Linked DNA regions of Pan troglodytes: region 1 is linked to region 2. Evidence: chromatin contacts called from public HiChIP or PLAC-seq data. All regions are on one chromosome and are shown on one strand. Each heading gives the region's core, a stretch centred on a gene start, on an enhancer-like site or on the middle of the called end of the contact. The rest is flanking DNA. Distances are from core to core; before and after follow the strand shown.

Region 1 (4,323 bases), core at 1,456-3,955, 560 kb after region 2:
GTTTCAACCCTTCTGCCTGTACCATGTGATTTATTTATGTGCTCAGTTAACGAGAGAGAGAGCAAAATGAAAACATTTTTTCCGACACTAAAAAAAAAAGGAGAAAGCCATGGTGGTTTGTCCAGTCAATGAAACACTGAGGAATCATTTAAAGTGACATTTGCAATTGTTTAGGGATATGCTTATTCTAGAATATTAAATGCAAAAAGAAAGATAAAAAATAGACTGCTTCATTGAGCCGAAATCGCGCCACTGCACTCCAGCCTGGGCGACAGAGGGAGATTCCGTCTCAAAAAAAAGACTGCTTCATACAAGGCTTTGGATTCCGTGTGTGTGTGTGTGTATATATATATAAATACACGTGTACTGTAGGAAAAAAACCAGCAGGAAGGAAGCCAAGACCCCAGCGGCCCTTGTTTATTGGGCGATAGGGAATTCGGTGGTTCTTTTGTCCGGTTTTCTGTATTTTCCAAGCTTGATTTAACCATGCTAAAGGCCTCTGTTACACGAAGTTTCCACGCTGCAGGATTTTCGGAGATAAAAACAACACTGAGTTGGCATGTTTGAAAACCTTCTCACTGCGGAGCTAAGCCTCCCATGTGCAATTTGCATTTTTCCTGTGAAAAAAAGCCGCCTTCGCTGTAGGGAGCCGCCTCCCTTCTCCTTGAAGTCCCCTAGGTCTTAGTTTCTGCATCGGGCCAATGGGGATGACTGTGAAGAGGTCGAAAGTCGCGGCTGTGGCGAAGCGGAATGCAGCCAGTGGCGCGGGCTCGGCAGGGAGTCGCTAGGGGGCGGGCGCGGGCTTGGAGCCCTCTTAGGCGCTCCCGTGGGGGCCCAGCATCAAGCGGCCGGTTAGCTCAGTTGGTTAGAGCGTGGTGCTAATAACGCCAAGGTCGCGGGTTCGATCCCCGTACGGGCCAGTCTAGCTTTTTTTTTTTTTCGGTCCCCCCAATGTTCCTTTCTGATACTGTAACCGGCGTGCAGGCAGGAGAGAATTGCGGAATCTTTTGGACTGGGCCCAGAGGTTGTCCAAGGCTACCTGCTGGGGAGAGCGGGAGGAACTCAGAGCGCGCTGGGGCGGTGGCTCCTCACCCCGAGTCCCCGCGCCGCCACCTGAAGGGTCTGTTTTAGAATGCCATTGGTTAGGCCTTTTACTTTTGTCGTTTTAAAGGACACTCTGGACATCCAAACAGATGCACATCCCCCGCCCCCACCCCCCACGTTTCCTGAGGCTGCGTCTGGCCTGGAGGAACCGCCCAGTGAAGACAGGTGCTCGCAGATATCACCGCCTAGTGTTCCCTGGGCCCCCTTGCGGGGAAGTCTTGGAGGTGAAAATCCAGGTCTGGAATGAATGCATTCCACAGATGCATAAGGAGAGCTACTGCATGCCCAGCACCGTTCTAGGCTGGGAGCAAAACGGTGAGACACAAACCCCAACCCGCTGGAGACAGTGACAACCACTAGATGACTGCCATGTTTTTAGTGAGGCGTTCAGGTTGTGGAAGCCTCTGGAAACCTTCTCTTGCTTTTTATCCCCCCTCTTTTCTTTTCGGAGACATCTTAGGCTTCACATTTCTTCCTCTTGGTTCTACATTTTGAAGCCAGAGCAAGTGGATGAATTTCTCACTCGGTTCGTTTCTAGGGTGGTCAGGTGTGCTCAGCTGAACAAAAGCCGGTTGTATAAGGTTGATGCCATTTTATGTCAGGATCCGGCAAGGGCTCCACCTGTTTTTGAAAATTCTACAGTGGAAACAGCTACTAGTTCTGACCTAAATAAGAAGCAGCTCAACATCTGCAGACCTTGGTATGTGCCCAGGGTGTAGTAAAAGTTCTCAATAAATGCCAGCCGATGGCGCTGCTGCTATTATAAGCAAAGTTAGGAGAGCCTGGGGCAGCTGACACTTAAAATAGACACCTGTACACAGGATGGATGTCACATCGTTTAATAGTCGTGCCAGGCACGTTGTTAGATGCAGGGACACAGCATGGAGGAATCGGTGGAGGTTGCTGCCCTCAAGTTTCCTGAGCTTGAAGGGGTTTAGAATATGCCACGGTGGCATGAAAATTATTTTGAACAGAAGGCATGTGAATTCCTGAAATCTGGTCGGGTGTGGTGGCTCACACCTGTAATCTCAGCACTTGGGAAGGCCGAGGCGGGTGGATCACCTAAGGTCAGGGTTTCAAGACCAGCCTGACCAACATGATGAAACCCCGTCTCTACTAAAAATACAAAAATTAGCCAGGCATGGTGGCGGACGCCTGTAATCCCAGCTACTCAAGAGGCTGAGGCAGGAGAACCGTATGAACCCAGGCGATGGAGGTTGCAGTGAGCCGAGATCGTGCCACTGCACTCCAGCCTGGGTGACAGAGTGAGATCTTGTCTCAAAAAAAAAAAAAAAAAAAAATTGTGGTAAGATACCCATAATATAAAATTCACCATTAAAAAATAACACGGAAGGGATCATCGTGAATGCAATGTGAGTATTGATGAGGATGATGGTGATCTTCCAGAACCTTCTCTGACGCCACCCAGGCCGCCAGCCTTACTTTACCGGCTTCAGCGCTCATCACACTGTGCTGCAAATGCCAGTTTCCTCCTTCCCCCTTGGGAAGTTTCCTCCTTGGGGGTCGGCACCTAGACTGTATACCCCCCAGGGCGGAAACAGCGGTTCACCCACCAGGTGCTTAATAAGGGTTTGTGGACCAGTGGACCTCCTGCTCTCCCTGGGGAAAGGAGCTGGGACATGTGTACACACCTGCAGCTACAAGATTCGGAGGGCGCACAGAGCCTCAACCGTAAGAAGGAGAGGCGATCAGGCTGAGGAAGATGGGGCAGTGGAGCTGGATGGATAGAGAGAGGGTGGGTTCATTCATTCGTTCACTCATTCGTTTATTCATATTCGTCCATCCATCATTCATGCCCTGAGCGTGCGTTGTGTTCTGGGCAGGGCCTGTGCTGAGCACCGATTGTGTAATATATCATCTCTCCCTTCAAGCTGCACCCAATCTGGGTGGGTGGGTAGAGAGAAGCTAGGGTGACAAGGCAAAAATTTGGGAAACACTCTCGTTAACAATTCAAACTGTGGTCCCCTCTCAGATGTATAAATCCAAATGTTTAGGGGTGGGCACAGTACTCTGCATCTCCAGACAGCATCCTCCGCTGATTCGGATGCATGATGACGTCAGAACACTTGGATAGTGTGGTAACTTTTGGGCCAGGGGCTCTGGAACACCGAAGACCTCCCCCTGGGAGATCCGGGACAGCTCCCGGAGAAGGTGAGTCTTAAACACATCCGTGACAGGCAATAAGGAAAATAAGGGGGGTCCGCTCTGCTGATCAGCCCTAGGAGCCGCGGCGGTTGTCGGCTGGGGCGGGGCACTCCACGACTTTCCCGGCCAGACACGGTCGCCTTCCGAGGTGTCTTGGCCTGCGAGGCACTCGTAGCCTGCCCCTCTCCTAGGTGACGTACATTGGAGACGCCGTCGCTCAGCGACCCCGGTTCGAGTCCCCGCCTCGGCCGCCATGGCGGATGCGGAGCCGGAGGCTGGGGGCGGCAGCGAGGATGGTGGCGGCGGCGGCGGCGGCGGCGGCCCGGCTCCTCCGGGCCAGAGCGGCAGCGTCGCACGTGTGGCCCCGCTGGGCCCCGAGCAGCTGCGGCAGGTCCAGGAGCAGGTGACGAAGGCGCAGCCGCCGCCGCCGCCGCCGCCCCACTTCGTGCTGCAGGACGCGGCGCGGCGGCTGCGGGACGCGGCCCAACAGGCCGCCCTGCAGCGGGGCCGGGGCACCGAGTCCCCGCGCTTGCTCCCGCCCCAGGTGAGGCGTCGGGAGGGACGTGGGGAAACTGAGGCCCGAAGAGGGCCGACGCCCCGCGGCGGGGCTAGCTGCTTGTCCGGGGAGGCCAGTATCCGCCCGGGTTAAGACTCAGGGCGTCCCCAGGCTGAGCTTCTTAGGGACGGCGTTCGGCCCCCACCTGTCACCACCCTGGCATTTTCACCCCAGGAGCCTCACTCTAGGAGCGGTTGCTCACGCTGGGCCCTGTGCCTGGAACGCCCTCGTGCCTTCTCTGCCTTCACAGCCCTGCTGGGGGCTTTTGCGTGCTCCCTAGCTCTTCTTACAGGCCTTTCACCGCTGGTTCAGCCTTTGTGGAGCACTTAGAGACCGTGTTCCCAGCACTCCCCACTATGTGCAGGAAGTGAAGCCTTGAACACACTTGGTGAAGAACGAACATAAGGCAGGTTCTAGGATTGACGGGGGCTGCTTTAGATTGGGTGGTCCCGTAGGCCAGACACTGGAGCTGAAACATAAATGAATTAAAAGGAACC
Region 2 (4,071 bases), core at 1,451-3,950:
TATTAGTCCATTCTTGCATCACTATATACAAATACCTGAGATTGGGTAATTTATAAAGAAAAGAAGTTTAATTGGCTCATGGTTCTGCAGGCTGTACAGGAAGCCTGGTGCTAGCATCTGCTCAGCTTCTGGTGAAGCCTCAGGGAGTTTTCGTTCATGGTGGAAGGCGAAGGGGGAGCAGGCACTTCACATGGTGAAAGCAGGCTCAAGGTGGGGGGAGGTGCCACATACTTTTAAACAACTAAATTTCATGTGAACTCCAAGCGAGAGCTCACTTATCACCAAGGGGATGGCCCAAGCCATTCATGAGGCATCTGCCTCCGTGATTCAAACACTTCCCAGCAGGCCCACCTCCCACATCGGTGATTACATTTCAACATGGATGTGGGTGGGGATAAATATCCTAACCATGTCAGGGACCATCTCAAAAAAGTGTCCCAGAAGAGCAGGGGTTGGAAGAAAAGGAGTTTTGTGTGATGCAAGCAGTGCCTTCATGAACATGGAATGTGGGGCCATCCTGGAAGAGGTAACCCTCAGCCACACACACACACACACACCCACATAATGGCTTTATATCCTATCTCAATAGCTTGTCCTGAATCCCTTCTTTTGGGAACAGGAGCTATATCTATCTTTAGCGTTCCTGTAAATACCACAGCACCCAAGACACTGCAAGAAACCCAGTGTGTTCTACGGGTAGTCGGTAACTAACTGTCATTAAAGATGGTCCTCCCTAATGTGGGCAAATGAAGCCAGTCCAATGGCCAGTGACGTACACATGCAGTTGTACAGGTAATGGTGTTGAGTCAGATTTCTCTGGTTGCTATGGTTTCAAGGTCACTGGATGTTAATCAGGCAGCTTTGCTGGTACCCTGTCCCTATGCTTTCCCTAAAACTCTAAACTGACCTGAGAAACCTCTAACCTGACATGCAACTAGTCCTCTATGCTATATTTCCAGTTGCCATCTTGGACACCTCTACCTACATTTTGCGGACACAGCAACGTGTCCCAAACTGGAATCTTGTTCCCTTGCAAACCTGCCCTCCACTTGCATCCCTTCCTCATCATTCACTGTGTTGCCCAAACTACAAGCATGACCATTCGCTTTTTATCCTCGATTCTGGCTCTCTGTCGCGTCGGCGATCCTTCCCCCCGTTGCTGTGGAGATGCCTCCCTGGCACGCACCTGAACCATAGCTGGATGCTGATTGCTCTTTCTGCCTCCTGCTTTTACTTCCACCGTCACCTCCTCCACACTCCTGCCACCGATGTCTTCTAAAATGCAAATGTGAGTACATCACTCCCCACTTCAGTATCTGTCAGTGACCCTGAAATGCATTCAAAAAGAAGTACAATATCTTGGCAAGGTCTACCAGTCTTAATTCAGCGTCGCTGTTCCTTCAGTCTCATCTCCGGCCATAACAAAACGTCCTGTGCAGTGCTCTGTCATGCTTCCAAGCCTGACCCCCCTCACCCCAGTCCTGTAGACTTGTCACATGTCATGTCCTTCTGATTGCTGTTTTTTTCTATTTCCATGCAAGCATGCGAACTGCTTGAGGACAAGGGTAGTGCCTTGTTCACCATGAAATTTCTGGCATCATGCTTTGCACATAGTAGTTATCCAACAAATGTGGGTCGAATGAATGAATTGTATGCAACACCGGATCAGGAGATACGATACAAGGATTTTGGTGGCAAAGGATTGTCTCAGAGATGCCTCTAAGCCTCCCTAAGAGTTCATGGCCATAAACCAATAGTTTCAGAGCTACTCCTTTCTGATATGGATATATCCTGGACTTATTAAATTGACAGCACATATTTTATTTTTAAAATGTTATTAAGTTAACTAGGGGCATCGCTCTATCCTCAAAATTGTTTTGGAGACACCATTAACCCACTTAAATTATTAATAAAAAAGCCACTTATTCCGCACAAATAGTTGTTTGAGACTGTCCTGCTTACCTACAGATATTCGTCTAAGAGCCCGCAGACATTCAGACACCCGCAGACAGAACTTACTTTCCTGACCTCCCACAACATTCCTCCCTTTAGATCTTTTTTTTCTTACCCCGTCTTTCAGCTTTCTCATTGCAGAACTGCTGAGAATAATGGAAAATGCTTTGCCTGGAAACTTCCAAGAACAAAACTCCGGGGGCTAAGAGAACGCGATGATTTTTAAGCTGCCAGTTAAGATGCAGCTCCTTCATCATCACAGGTGAAGCACCAATGCCTCTCGCACGTGAAATCCGTACGCTCCTAGAGTCTTACTACCTAATGCATTTCTGCAATCTGGGACGCCTGTCCTTAGCGTCTTCAATAGTTTTGGGCACGAGGTGGACCGCGGAAGCATTGTATTGAAAAGTTAACGTTTTTCCCTTGGACACCCTCTCCTCACAGCTATTAACAAGCTGAGAGAAATCAGGTGACTCCCAGTCATGCAGAGGTTTCCTCACCATTTATGATCAAGCCTAATTAAAGAATAAAAATAAAATCCTATTGGCGCAGCGGCCACCAAGTCTTTGAGGCCTCGCCTCGGTGGGCGGGGCCGACGCCGGAGGAGAGGGGCTGCACATGTGGGCGTGACCTCGCGGAAGGAGCTGCGGAGGGCGGGGCCGGCTGGGGAGGGGCGGGGCTGTCGGGTGGGCGGGACCTCGCGGCAAAAGCTGCGGAGGGCGGGACCAACCAGGAAAGGACGGGACTGTCGGGTAGGCGGGACCTCGCGGGAGAAACTGCGGAGGGCGGGACCAACCAGGGAGGGGCGGCGCTGTCGGATGGGCGGGACCTCGCGGGAGGAGCTGCGGAAAGCTGAGCTGGTGAGGGGAGGGGCTGGTCGAGGGGAGGGGTTGGTGGTGGGGAGGGGCTGGCCGAGGGAAGGGGCTGGCCGAGGGAAGAGGAGGGGAGGGGACGGGCTGGTCGAGGGGAGGGGAGGGCAGGGGACGGGCTGGTCGAGAGAAGGGGAGGGCAGGGGACGGGCTGGTCGAAGGGAGGGGACGGGGTGGTCGAGGGGAGGGGACGGAGGGGAGGGGAGTGGAGGGAGGGGAGGGGAGTGGAGGGAGGGGAGTGGAGGGAGGGGAGGGGAGTGGAGGGAGGGGAGGGGAGTGGAGGGAGGGGAGGGGAGTGGAGGGAGGGGAGGGGAGTGGAGGGAGGGGAGGGGAGTGGAGGGAGGGGAGGGGAGTGGAGGGAGGGGAGGGGAGTGGAGGGAGGGGAGGGGAGGCGGGGCCCAGCGGTGTCCCGCGAAACTGCCGCTCGCTCGGTTCCCGGGCCTCCCCGTGCGCCTCAGTGCAAAGCGTGCCAGGCACTCTTGACTGCAACGAGAGCCGCGGCGGTGAGGGGGCAAGGCCAAGAGGCCACGGTTCGCGTTTCGCCGGCTGCAGAAGTTGTTGCCATACATTTCAAATGTGCATTTCCTACGTCTCACGCTCTGTCTTGCGCCTCCACAGCGGGCCACGGCCCTGTCACCGCAGTCGCAGCCACGTGCTCCCTCCCCTGAGTCGGCTCAGCTCTGCTCAGCGGTCAGCCCCGCGCCAGGAGGCCGCGGCCTGCCTGAGGCCGGCTCGCAGCGACTCGCGACGGAGGGCGGGGGCGTGAACGGGTCGCGCGGAGAGGGTGGGGGGAGCAGGGAGCGTTAGGGCACGTGGGGGCGCGTCGACCAATGGCAGGGCGCTGTTGAGGGCAGCGGGGCGGGGCCGGGCGCAGGGGCGGGGCGAGCGGCGGGCGGGGAGGGGCGGGGCGGCCGGCCGGGGGTGGGGAGGAGAGGGGCGGGGCGGGCCGGCCGGGGGAGGGGCGGAGAGACGCCGCCGCTGCCGCCGCCGCCGCCGCCGCCGCCGCCGCGGCTGCCGCAGCCTCTGGGAGCCTGGAAAAGGGGAAGCGAGAGCAAGCGAAAGACTCAGTCCCCGGGCGGCGGCGGCGGCGGCGGCGGCCGCGGGGGCGCGACGGCCGGGGCGGGGGCGCTGCTGCTGCGGGGGCAGGCGGCGGCAGGGGCGGCGGCGGCGGCGGCGGCCCGCTCCAGCCATGCCGAATAAAAACAAGAAGGAGAAAGTGAGTCCGGGCCCGGCCGCGGGACGGAGGGAG

Evidence for each region. HiChIP or PLAC-seq counts read pairs in DNA pulled down with a chosen protein or histone mark.
Region 1: an H3K4me3 HiChIP or PLAC-seq map of stem cell-derived excitatory neurons shows a contact between it and region 2, with 3 times the contacts expected there. The contact joins the promoter of ZNF839 here to the promoter of PPP2R5C in region 2. A contact is called at or near these places in 1 of 7 Hi-C or Micro-C datasets (stem cell-derived neural progenitor cells) and 1 of 1 datasets of contacts at active chromatin or transcription factors (stem cell-derived excitatory neurons).

The regions. Positions count from the first base shown.
Region 1 is chr15:100,330,329-100,334,651 of NHGRI_mPanTro3-v2.0_pri, forward strand. It overlaps ZNF839 (zinc finger protein 839), which reads left to right and starts at 2,706. Exons shown (of 8, transcript XM_063793896.1): 1 at 2,706-3,276. TRNAI-AAU (transfer RNA isoleucine (anticodon AAU)) reads left to right here and starts at 847; the gene lies at 847-920.
Region 2 is chr15:99,774,205-99,778,275 of NHGRI_mPanTro3-v2.0_pri, forward strand. PPP2R5C (protein phosphatase 2 regulatory subunit B'gamma) reads left to right here and starts at 2,701. Exons shown (of 14, transcript NM_001280086.1): 1 at 2,701-2,813. The coding sequence starts at 2,772.